Linked DNA regions of Pan troglodytes: region 1 is linked to region 2. The links are chromatin contacts, called in public capture Hi-C maps. All regions are on one chromosome and are shown on one strand. Each heading gives the region's core, a stretch centred on a gene start, on an enhancer-like site or on the middle of the called end of the contact. The rest is flanking DNA. Distances are from core to core; before and after follow the strand shown.

The links. Capture Hi-C pulls out chosen DNA fragments and counts their contacts.
Region 1: a contact with region 2 is called in a capture Hi-C map of stem cell-derived neural stem cells, with 2.5 times the contacts expected there. The contact joins two enhancer-like sites. A contact is called at or near these places in 2 of 7 Hi-C or Micro-C datasets (induced pluripotent stem cells and stem cell-derived neural progenitor cells) and 1 of 1 other capture datasets (stem cell-derived neural stem cells).

What each region holds. Positions count from the first base shown.
Region 1 is chr18:18,582,147-18,587,118 of NHGRI_mPanTro3-v2.0_pri, reverse strand. It overlaps ABCC1 (ATP binding cassette subfamily C member 1), which reads right to left. Exons shown (of 30, transcript XM_063796774.1): 23 at 1,854-2,053. Among named protein-coding and RNA genes, the nearest start is that of ABCC1, 170 kb to the right of the region's middle. Within about 2 kb of position 3,583, at least 9 of the 24 cell types and tissues checked have an H3K27ac peak or open chromatin away from gene starts, as enhancers often do. A contact at or near this core is called in stem cell-derived neural stem cells, where this site is marked.
Region 2 is chr18:18,507,816-18,512,292 of NHGRI_mPanTro3-v2.0_pri, reverse strand. It overlaps ABCC1 (ATP binding cassette subfamily C member 1), which reads right to left. Exons shown (of 30, transcript XM_063796774.1): 8 at 3,755-3,985; 9 at 2,421-2,598; 10 at 128-289. Among named protein-coding and RNA genes, the nearest start is that of ABCC1, 91 kb to the right of the region's middle. Within about 2 kb of position 2,427, at least 2 of the 24 cell types and tissues checked have an H3K27ac peak or open chromatin away from gene starts, as enhancers often do. A contact at or near this core is called in stem cell-derived neural stem cells, where this site is marked.

The DNA.
Region 1 (4,972 bases), core at 2,334-4,833, 74 kb before region 2:
TTTTGAGATGGGGTCTTACTCTGCCATCCAGGCTGGAGTGTGGATGACATGATCACAGCTCACTGCAGCCTCAACCTTCCAAGTTCCAGTGATCCTCCTGCCTCAGCTTGAGTAGCTGCGACTACAGGCCCATGCCACCACACCTGGCAAATTTTTGGTTTTTTGTTTTGTTTTTAGAGACAGGGTCTCCCTAGAGTGCCCAGGCTGGTCTCCAACTGCTGGGCTCAAGTGACCCTCCTGCCTTGGCCACCCAAAGTGCTGGGATTACAGGTGTCAACCAATGTGCCTGGTCATCTTATTTGTTTAAAGCTAGGTTTAGTATGGTATCATGTACCATCAGAACTATTTTATTTTACTTATTTTATTTTATTCTTCTCTTATCTTCTATTATTTCTTCAGATAAGAGTTTCGCTCTCGTTGCCCAGGCTGGAGTGCAATGGTGCGGTCTTGGCTCACTGCAACCTCTGCCTCTTGGGTTCAAGTGATTCTCCTGCCTCAGCCTCCCAAGTACAGGCACCCACCATCATGCCCGGCTAATTTTTTTGTATTTTTAATATAGATGGGATTTTGCCATGTTGACCAGGCTGGTCTTGAACTCCTGACCTCAGGTGATCCACCCACTTTGGCATCCCAAAGTGCTGGGATTACAGATGTGAGCCACCGTGCCTGGCCATCTTATTTGTTTAAAGCTAGGCTTCGTATGATATCATATAGCACTAGAACTATTATTTTAATGTTCTAAAATATAAAGCATTCTAGGAAGATGGGGTGTTGATCTTTTCTCCATTGCAGCCCTTATGAACCAAGTGACTGATCCTCACTACTCCAACAGACACAGCCAGATTGTGACAAACTCCCTAAAAATTCTGAAGGGAAGTCAAGGTCTCTAATCATTCAGGGTTAGCCCACCCAGACTTACGCTATGGGATTAGAGTGTGTAAGACGGGCTAATGGTTATGGGACACCTCTGGGGTGCTGTCACTTTTTCAGAAAAGTCTATAAGGATGCAAATGGGTGAGAGGGACACTTCTCTAAATTCAGCAAATAATTAGCAAACGTCTGCCTCTTTTGGATTGATGCTATTATCTGTGATCCACAAGATGTCAATCTCCCACCCCCATCTCCTTTTTTTGTTTTTCCAGAGACAGGGTCTCACTCTGTCACCCAGGCTGGAGTGCAGTGGTGTAATCATAGCTCAATGCAACTTTGAACTCCTGGGCTGAAACGATCCTCCAGCCTCAGCCTCTCGAGAAGCTAGGACTACAGGCACACACCACCATGATGGGCTACTTTTTTTTTTTTTTTTTTAAGAGAGATGGGGGTCTTGCTATGTTGCCCAGGCTGGCCTGGAATCTCTGGCCTCAATGGATCCTCCTGCCTCAGCCTCCCAAAGTACTGGGATTACAGGCGTGAGCCATGACATCTGGCCCACAAGATGACAATCTCATATGGTTTAGCTTAGTATTAGTAAATTGCTTCTGATACACATCACCCAGGGGTGCATGATCACCCCCAGATGGGAACAGCGGTATGAAGATACTCAATAGCAGAGTCGGTCGCTGGCAGTCTTGCATCACTAGGATGACAGTTAACGGGAAGCACTTGCAGGGCTTTCTGACTCCAGAAGAGCTGTGTCCCTGCGCTTAAATGCCGCGGGCACTGCATGTCTACAGTGCCGCTGTCTGCTCTTAATGATTCATCTGTCCTCCGTGCTCATCAAGCCTCTCCATCCTTTCTGCAAGGCCGGGGTTTGGCTTTATACCCAGCTCAAGGTGTGAGGAAAAGATCGAGGCAAAGAGACAAGGTGCTAAGGCGGCCTCTTCCACCCCCTCCTGCAGGCCCACCATGCCCACCTGTTGGCCACGATGCTGGGGTAATAGGCCTTCTGGTTCTCGTCCACCTTCAGGTCACTCTGGTGGATGAAGCGCTCCTGCTCCTCGAAGGCTCGAATGACGCTGACCCCCAGCAAGGTCTCGTTGAAATGGGAATAGACCGGGGAGCGGCTGACCGACTCGAGGCGCTTCAGCTGCCGGGAGGAAGCCACGTAGAACCTCTGGGGTAGAGAACAGACGCGGGGAGGTGATGAAGGTTCCCTCCTGCCATCCTCCCAGGGCAGGGCTGTGCTGGAGAACATCTAGACGTAACCGATACCTCCAGGAGGCAAAATGTTAGAGCCGGGCTGCCCTCACAGGGGTGCCCACTCACCTGGTGAACCACAGGAATAGCACCACCAATGACAAGGACAGTGACAATAATAGCTCACGCTTATACAAAGCCCACAGCCCCAGGCATCGTTCTAAGCAGTTTTACAAACATCAGTTCATTCAATCCTCACAAAAAACCTGAGGTGCTCGTTCCTGTATGTGATGGCTAAACTAAGGCACAAAGAAGCTAGTTAATCTCCTCCCCAAGGTCACATGGCTAGCAAGGGGCAGAACTGGGATTCAAACCCAGGCCATCTGGGCTGCAAAGTGCTAACCTCTACCCTGTACTGCCTCTCTGAAGCCTTTCACCTCTAGGGTTTTCTGGAACCAGCAGTGTGGTTTTCGGCACAGGCTTTGAGGTCAACGAGACCTCAGTTCAAATCGTGACTCAACTACTGACTGGCAATATAAACACGACTAACACTTTACTTCTGTAAGCCTCAGTTTCCTTATCTGTAAAATGGGAACAACACGGCTTGCTCGGCCGGGTGGGGTGGCTCATGCTTGTAATACCCGCACTTCAGGAGGCAGAGGCGGGAGATCACTTGAGGCCAGGAGTCTGAGACCAGCCCAGGCACATGGCAAAATGCCATCTCTACAAAAATAAAAAATTATTAAGAAAACAAACAAAACAAAACAAGGCTTGCTTCACGGGGTCATTGTGAGGGTGACATGTAAGAGTTACAGTCTTATATGTGATATGTATTTGCGTGGACACATTATTTCATAAATCATATAGATATGCATGATGTCACTAAGCACAGCGCCTGGTAATACTAGGTTGAACCACAGGAAATGGCTGTTTCTATAGATAAGAAATGAGTATTAGCAGTTTCATACAGTTTGACCTAACAGTAAGCATTCAGTTAGCTGGTGACTATTGTTATCATTAAGTGACAGAATTCCGCCTGTTGATCACATCCCCTCAGGAGTGACTGTGTCCATGCAATGGCCTGTTCCAGCACACTCAGCCCAGCTGAGATGCCCATGAGGATAGGGTCAATCTCGTCACCCCCCTCCTTCAATGGCCTCCCAGCGCTGTTAAGAGTTGCCAACCATGCTTCTTCCCTCAACTCATCTCGTCCTGTAACTCTCCCCTTCCTTCCCTGCACACAGGCCGCCTGCCTCCACCACCATGCCCATCCCGTCCAGGCCATTCCTCATCACCCAGCAGATGGGAGCACAGATGTCACTTCCTCGGGAAGCCCTTCCCATCCTCCATGAGCACCTTCTCCGGGCTTCAGTGTCCCAGCTCCCGGGCTACGATGATACGTTTCACAAGCAGCTCCACCCACCCTCGCGGGCAGATGCTTCATCTGCTCTGCCTCCCCCAACCTGGGCATTCAGCCAGTGCCAGGCACCAAGAGCCTCCCGATAAGTCTTGTTAGATTCAGAACAAAAGCCAACCACCTTCTGCAAGCTTTGTGGAGCTGTGGATCAGAGGCTGCACCAGCCATGTGAGGACACTGCGCTCTCCTAGCCTAGGTTTTTTCTCATCTACGCAAAAGGAACTGGTGAGCCCGGGGTTCCTGATTCCACAAGGTGCCTACAATTGCTTATCGACAGGAGAGCTGGGAAAACTAACAAAGGGTTGCTAGGAACTCAGCCTCCCTGCATCCTGCCCTGGGCCAGGTGTACTGGGCTGCTTTGGGGCAGAGTCCAATAAAAAGCATCAATAGCAGCAGGTGGCTTTTACAAGGCCTCTGTGGTTGGCAGCTTCTTTCTGGGTGGCGGCACGGGCGTTAATTGCAACCCACAGATGGAGAGTCTTCTGGGGCCCCAGAAGCTCTGTAAGTGAACCCAGGCACTGCACAACCCCACGCAGTCTCAGAATAGCTGTTCTGCCAATTCCTGGAATGTGGATCAGATATAATTTCTTCTCCAGCTGTTCCCACCGCCTCCCATGAAATCCAGACCCCTCTGCATGGCTGAAGGCCCAGGTGATCTGCCCCATCTTACCCTGGACCACATCTCCTTCCTCTCTTACCAGCTTGCTTTCTGAACAATCCAGATGCAAATCGCTCTCAAGTGTGTTACCTGTTCACTTTCCTCCACTTGCCACTGCCTCTGAACCTTACTTACTGGAAAAATCTAACTGAGATGAATATTTGTTCAGGAATGATCTTATTTTATTTTTTAAGACAGAGTCTCGCTCTGTCACCCTGGCTGGAGTGCAGTGGCACAATCTCGGCTCATTGCAACCTCTGCCTCCCAGGTTTAAGCAATTCTCCTGCCTTAGCCTCCTAAGTAGCTGGAATTGCAGGCGCCCACCACCGTGCCTGGCTAATTTTTGTATTTTTAGTAGAGATGGGGTTTCACCATGTTGGCCAGGCTGGTCTCAAACTCCTGACCTCAAGCGATCCACCTGCCCTGCCGATCTGATGTTTTTTTGAGACAACTCGCCCTGTCACCAAGGCTGAAGTGCAGTGGCACAATGTCAGCTCACTGCAACCTCCACCTCCGAGGCTCAAGTGACCCTTCCATCTCAGCCTCCCAAGCACGTGGGACTACAGGTGCACGCCACCACACCCAGCTAATTTTTGTATTTTCTGTAGAGACCAGGTTTTCCCATGTTGCTCAGGCTGGTCTCGAACTCCTGGGCCCAAGCAATCCTCCTGTCTAGGCCTCCCAAAGGGCTGGGATTAAAGGCATGAGCCACTGCACCTGACTGAACTTCATATAAATGAAATCTCACAGTACCTACTCTTTTTCGTCTGGCTTCTTTTGATCACTATAACATCTGTGAGATAAACCCAAATTGTTGTGTA
Region 2 (4,477 bases), core at 1,178-3,677:
ATGAACGACAGCCGGAACTGCCAGGGAGCTCTACATGCCATTATCATCAACACCCACTCCCTCAGCCCACTGCCCACACGTAGAAGTCCCTCCCTGCATGCAAAGGGAAATGGCGTCAAACACACACCAGCCACAGGAGGTAGAGAGCAAGGATGACTTGCAGGGGGGCTGACCAGATCATGTTAATGTACGTGGCCAAGTCCATGAACCTCTGAGCGTCCACAGACATGAGGTTGACAATTTCCCCGACCGTGGAGGATTTTCTGGCTGAATTGGTGATCACCAGGGCCTGGGGGACAAAGGAGAGGGAAGGTGGGTGAGTGTGGCAGGTGAAGAGGCCTGACTCTCCCTCCAGACCCACGGAGAGGAAGGAGACTCTCAGGGGCAGAAATGCCGCAGATCTCTCCTCCTCCCCTCCCGACCTATCTGTCTGCCCAGGACGCCTGTGTCATCTCAAAGCCCACATTCTTATCCACGGTGCTCAGTGCCTCCCGACCTTGAACTCATCAGTTGGCAAGGGACCCTAGGTGTCCTCGAAACCAGGGCTTCGCATGCTTTAATGTGCACACATGCGGCCGGGTTTTTTTGGGGGGAGTGGTGGGGGGTGGGGGGAGTTGTTTCGGATTCTGCAAGTCTGGGGTGTGGCCTGGGATTCTGCATTTCTACACTTCCAGGCTGTGCCAATGCTACTGGTCCCAGATCCCACTGAAGGACTGAGGGTCTGGGCCAGGGTCTCTAATCCTTGGCATTCTTGACATCTGGAGCCAGATAATTCTTTGGGGGGCTGTCCTGCGCACTGTAGGAGTTTTAGCAGCAATCCCTGGCTTCGACCCACTACATGCCCTCGCCCCCAGTTGGGACAACCAAAAATGCCCCCAGATATTGCCAAACATGCCCTGGTGGGGGAAAATCTCCCTAGCCCTCAAACATGATTGCACACTATCACCTGGTGAGTTTTAAAAACACTAAGACATTAGCAGGCGTGGTGATGCATGCCTCTGGGCCCAGCTACGTGGTGGGCTGAGGTGGCAGGATGGTTTGAGCCCAGGAGGTGGAGGCTGCAGTGAGCCAAGATCATGCCACTGCACTCTAGCCTGGGTGACAGAGCGAGACCCTATCTCAAAAAATAAAAATAAATAAAAAATAAAAACAATGACACCTGGGTGCAACCACAGCAATCGCAATTTCACTGGTCTGGTGCAACCTAGGAGTCAGGAAGTTTTTTTGTTTTTTCAGACAGGGTCTCATTCTGTCACACAGGCCGGAATGCAGGGATGCTATCAGGACTCACTGCAGCCTCCAACTCCGGGGCTGAAGTGATTCTTTTAACTCAATCTCCTGAGTAGACGGGACTACAGGTACGCACCACCATACCTGGCTAATTTTTTTAAATTTTCTGCAGAGCCAGGGTCTTGCTATATTGACCAGGCTGGTATTGAACTTCCAGCCTCCAGTGATTCCCCCACCTTGGTTTCCCAAACTGCTGGGATTCCAGGCATAAGCTACAGTGCCTGGCCTGCATCAGTTTAAGCTCCCCAGGTGAGTCTAATTCACAGACGGGCCTGAGAATCACTCCTCTAGTTCATCAAGTACCTGCAAGACTGTCTCTTCCTAACCTAGGAGCCAAGCAGTTTCCTTGACCTCGAGACAAAAAAAAAAAAAAAAAAATTATAGGGATCAAGAAGGTAATTTAGGTCCTTTGAAATTGGATGTACACAAATGCCTGCTACATACTCTTATCATGCAAGGAATGTGCCACCTGCTCAGTTCAAATTAAGAGTGACAACAGGCTGGGCGCGGTGGCTCATGCCTGTAATCCCAGCACTTTGGGAGGCTGAGGCAGGCGGATCACCTGAGGTCAGCAGTTCAAGATCAGCCTGGCCAACATGGCGAAACCCTGTCTCTACTAATAATACAAAAATTAGCCGGTCGTGGTGGCAGGCGCCTGTAGTCCCCGCTACTCAGGAGGCTGAGGCAGAAGAATCGCTTGAACTCAGGAGGCGGAAGTTGCAGTGAGCCAAGATCATGCCACTGCACTCCAGTCTGGGGGAGAGAGTGAGACCTGGTCTCAAAAAAATGAAAAAAAAAAGAGTGACAACAAGCTGAAACACAGAATGTTAACAGCAGAATGAGGATCCAAACTTGGATTTCCCCACAACAAGGGCCACTGATCCATCTAAGAAACTCAATTACTCACAGCTGATACACAAAGACATCTACACGCCCACCCTTGAAGTCAGCTTTCCTAACGTACAATGCCTGATGCGTACTGTCCCTGCCACCTAAGGTCACGGAAGCTACCCTCATCCTACTGCTCCAGAAGCTGGGCTGGAAATCCCCACGCTGGCCCCAGAGTAACCCAGGGCTGCAGGAGGGGATGTGGAAGTCAGGCCACATGCCAATGGCACAGCGCCCCCTACCTTCCGATAGACAGCCCCAATGACAGCGGTCTTGATTCTCATGCCACTGACGAAGCAGATGTGGAAGTACTGGTGCAGCACGAGGGTCTGCAGGCAGGCAGTGACAAACAGCAGCACGGTGTAGAAGTAGCCCTGCCAGTCTGGGGCCTTCGTGTCGTTCACGAACTTGATGAGCAACCTGCAAAGGAGCAAAGAGAGGGCCTGGAATGACTTGTGACACGTGGGGGCAGGGAAAAGAGCTTCAGTGTTGGCACTGCAACTTTCTCCTGAGCCAGATGAGCTAGACACTATCACTTCAATTTCATAGATGGAAAAACAAGTCCACAGTGGTGATCTGGCTGTGCAGGTGGCCCAAACTGCTCATAAAAGAGGCCTCTGCCTTGGGGTTGTGCACTAATTGCTCTAGCTATATCTCATCACCAGCAAGTCACCCAAAGGAATTGCATAGGGAACACGAGGTAAAGAGGTAGGGAGGAAAAGAGAAGGGATGTGTAGCCCCTGAGTCACAGAGCAGCAGAGAGCCAGGTAGGAGAGAGGCAACTTCCTTTCTGACTCCCCAGTTCCTGGTTGCAGTTTTTGTTGTTGTTTTTTTTATTCTTTTTTTTTTTTTTTTTTTTTTGAGACAAAGTCTTGCTCTGTTGCCAAGGCTTGAGTTCAGTGATGCAATCAGCTTGCTGTAACCTCTGCCTCCTGGGTTCAAGCAATTTTTATGCCTCAGCCTCCTGAGTAGCTGGGATTACAGGCGTGCACCACCACGCCTGGCTAATTTTTGTATTTTTAGCAGATGGTTTTACCATGCTGGCCAGGCTGGTCTTGACCTCCTGACCTCAGGTGATCTTCCCACCTCAGCCTCTCAAAGTGCTGGGATTATAGGCATGAGCCACTGCGCCCAACCCTGGTTGCAGTTTTTTCATGAGATCTGCTGGCATTTCCTTGCTCTTGATTTCCCAAGACAATGCCATATTCTCCCCATTTGGGTTTCAGGGGAGCCTAGTGGGTTTCTGTTACTTGCAAACGATGTGGTCTTCACTAATATGGTAATTAAGTAAAGCATAAAGTAAAGCTAGGCAGTGACCATGGCTCACATCTGCAATCCCAGCACTTTGGGAGGCCGAGGCAGGAGGATCGCTTGAAGTCAGGAGCTCGAGACCAGCCTGACCAACAAAGCAAGACCCTGTCTCTATTTTTTTCAAAAAAGCTAAAGTAAAAATGGAGACATCTGGCTATGAGCCCACTTCAGGACACAGCATGACCCCAGGGTTATGACTGATGCAACTGAAAGATCAAATCCAAGGAGGGAAAATGGAGCCCACCTGGGAGGGAAGGGGTCTTACTTTAAGATCTGCGGCCCGGAAAACATCATCAGGTCGTGGATGGCCTTAAAGAAGAAGCTCATGAGGAAGTAGGGCCCAAAGGTCTTGTATAACACCTTAAACAGAGAGGGGTTCCACTCCTTCTGTGGGGACTTGACAATCAAAGCCTCCACCTCCTCATTCGCATCCACCTTGGAACTCTCTTTCGGCTGGGCAGGATCCTTGGAGGAGTACACGACCTTCACCGGCTGCCTGGAACACAAGGAGGTGAAGCCGTTGTGGGGTCTGCCAGAGATGCAGCCCCCTACCACAGGGACATGGCCAGGGAATGTCACCCTTCAGGGAAGGCAGAGTCAAAGACAACAAGCCCAGGGAGAGAGGCAGCTCAGCACAGTGGTTACAAACACGGGCTCCAGAGCCACGGGCTCCACAGCCACCGGCTCAAGGTCTGGCTTGGCCACTGGCCAGCTGCGTGACTTCAGGCAAGGTCCTTAAGCTCTCTGGGCCTCAGTTTCCTCCTCTGTGAAATGAGGATAAAAGTAGGACCTACCTCCAAGGTAGGTAAGATTAAACGAGTTGAATAAGTTAAAGACTTAGAAAAGTGATGGCTCCAAACTGATCTATAGTCAAGGCAATCCCCATCAAAAGCCCAGCTGGCTGCCAGGTAGAAATTATGAGCTAACTCTAAAATTCACATGGAAACTCAAGGATCCAGAACAGTCAAAACAATCATGAAAAATAAGA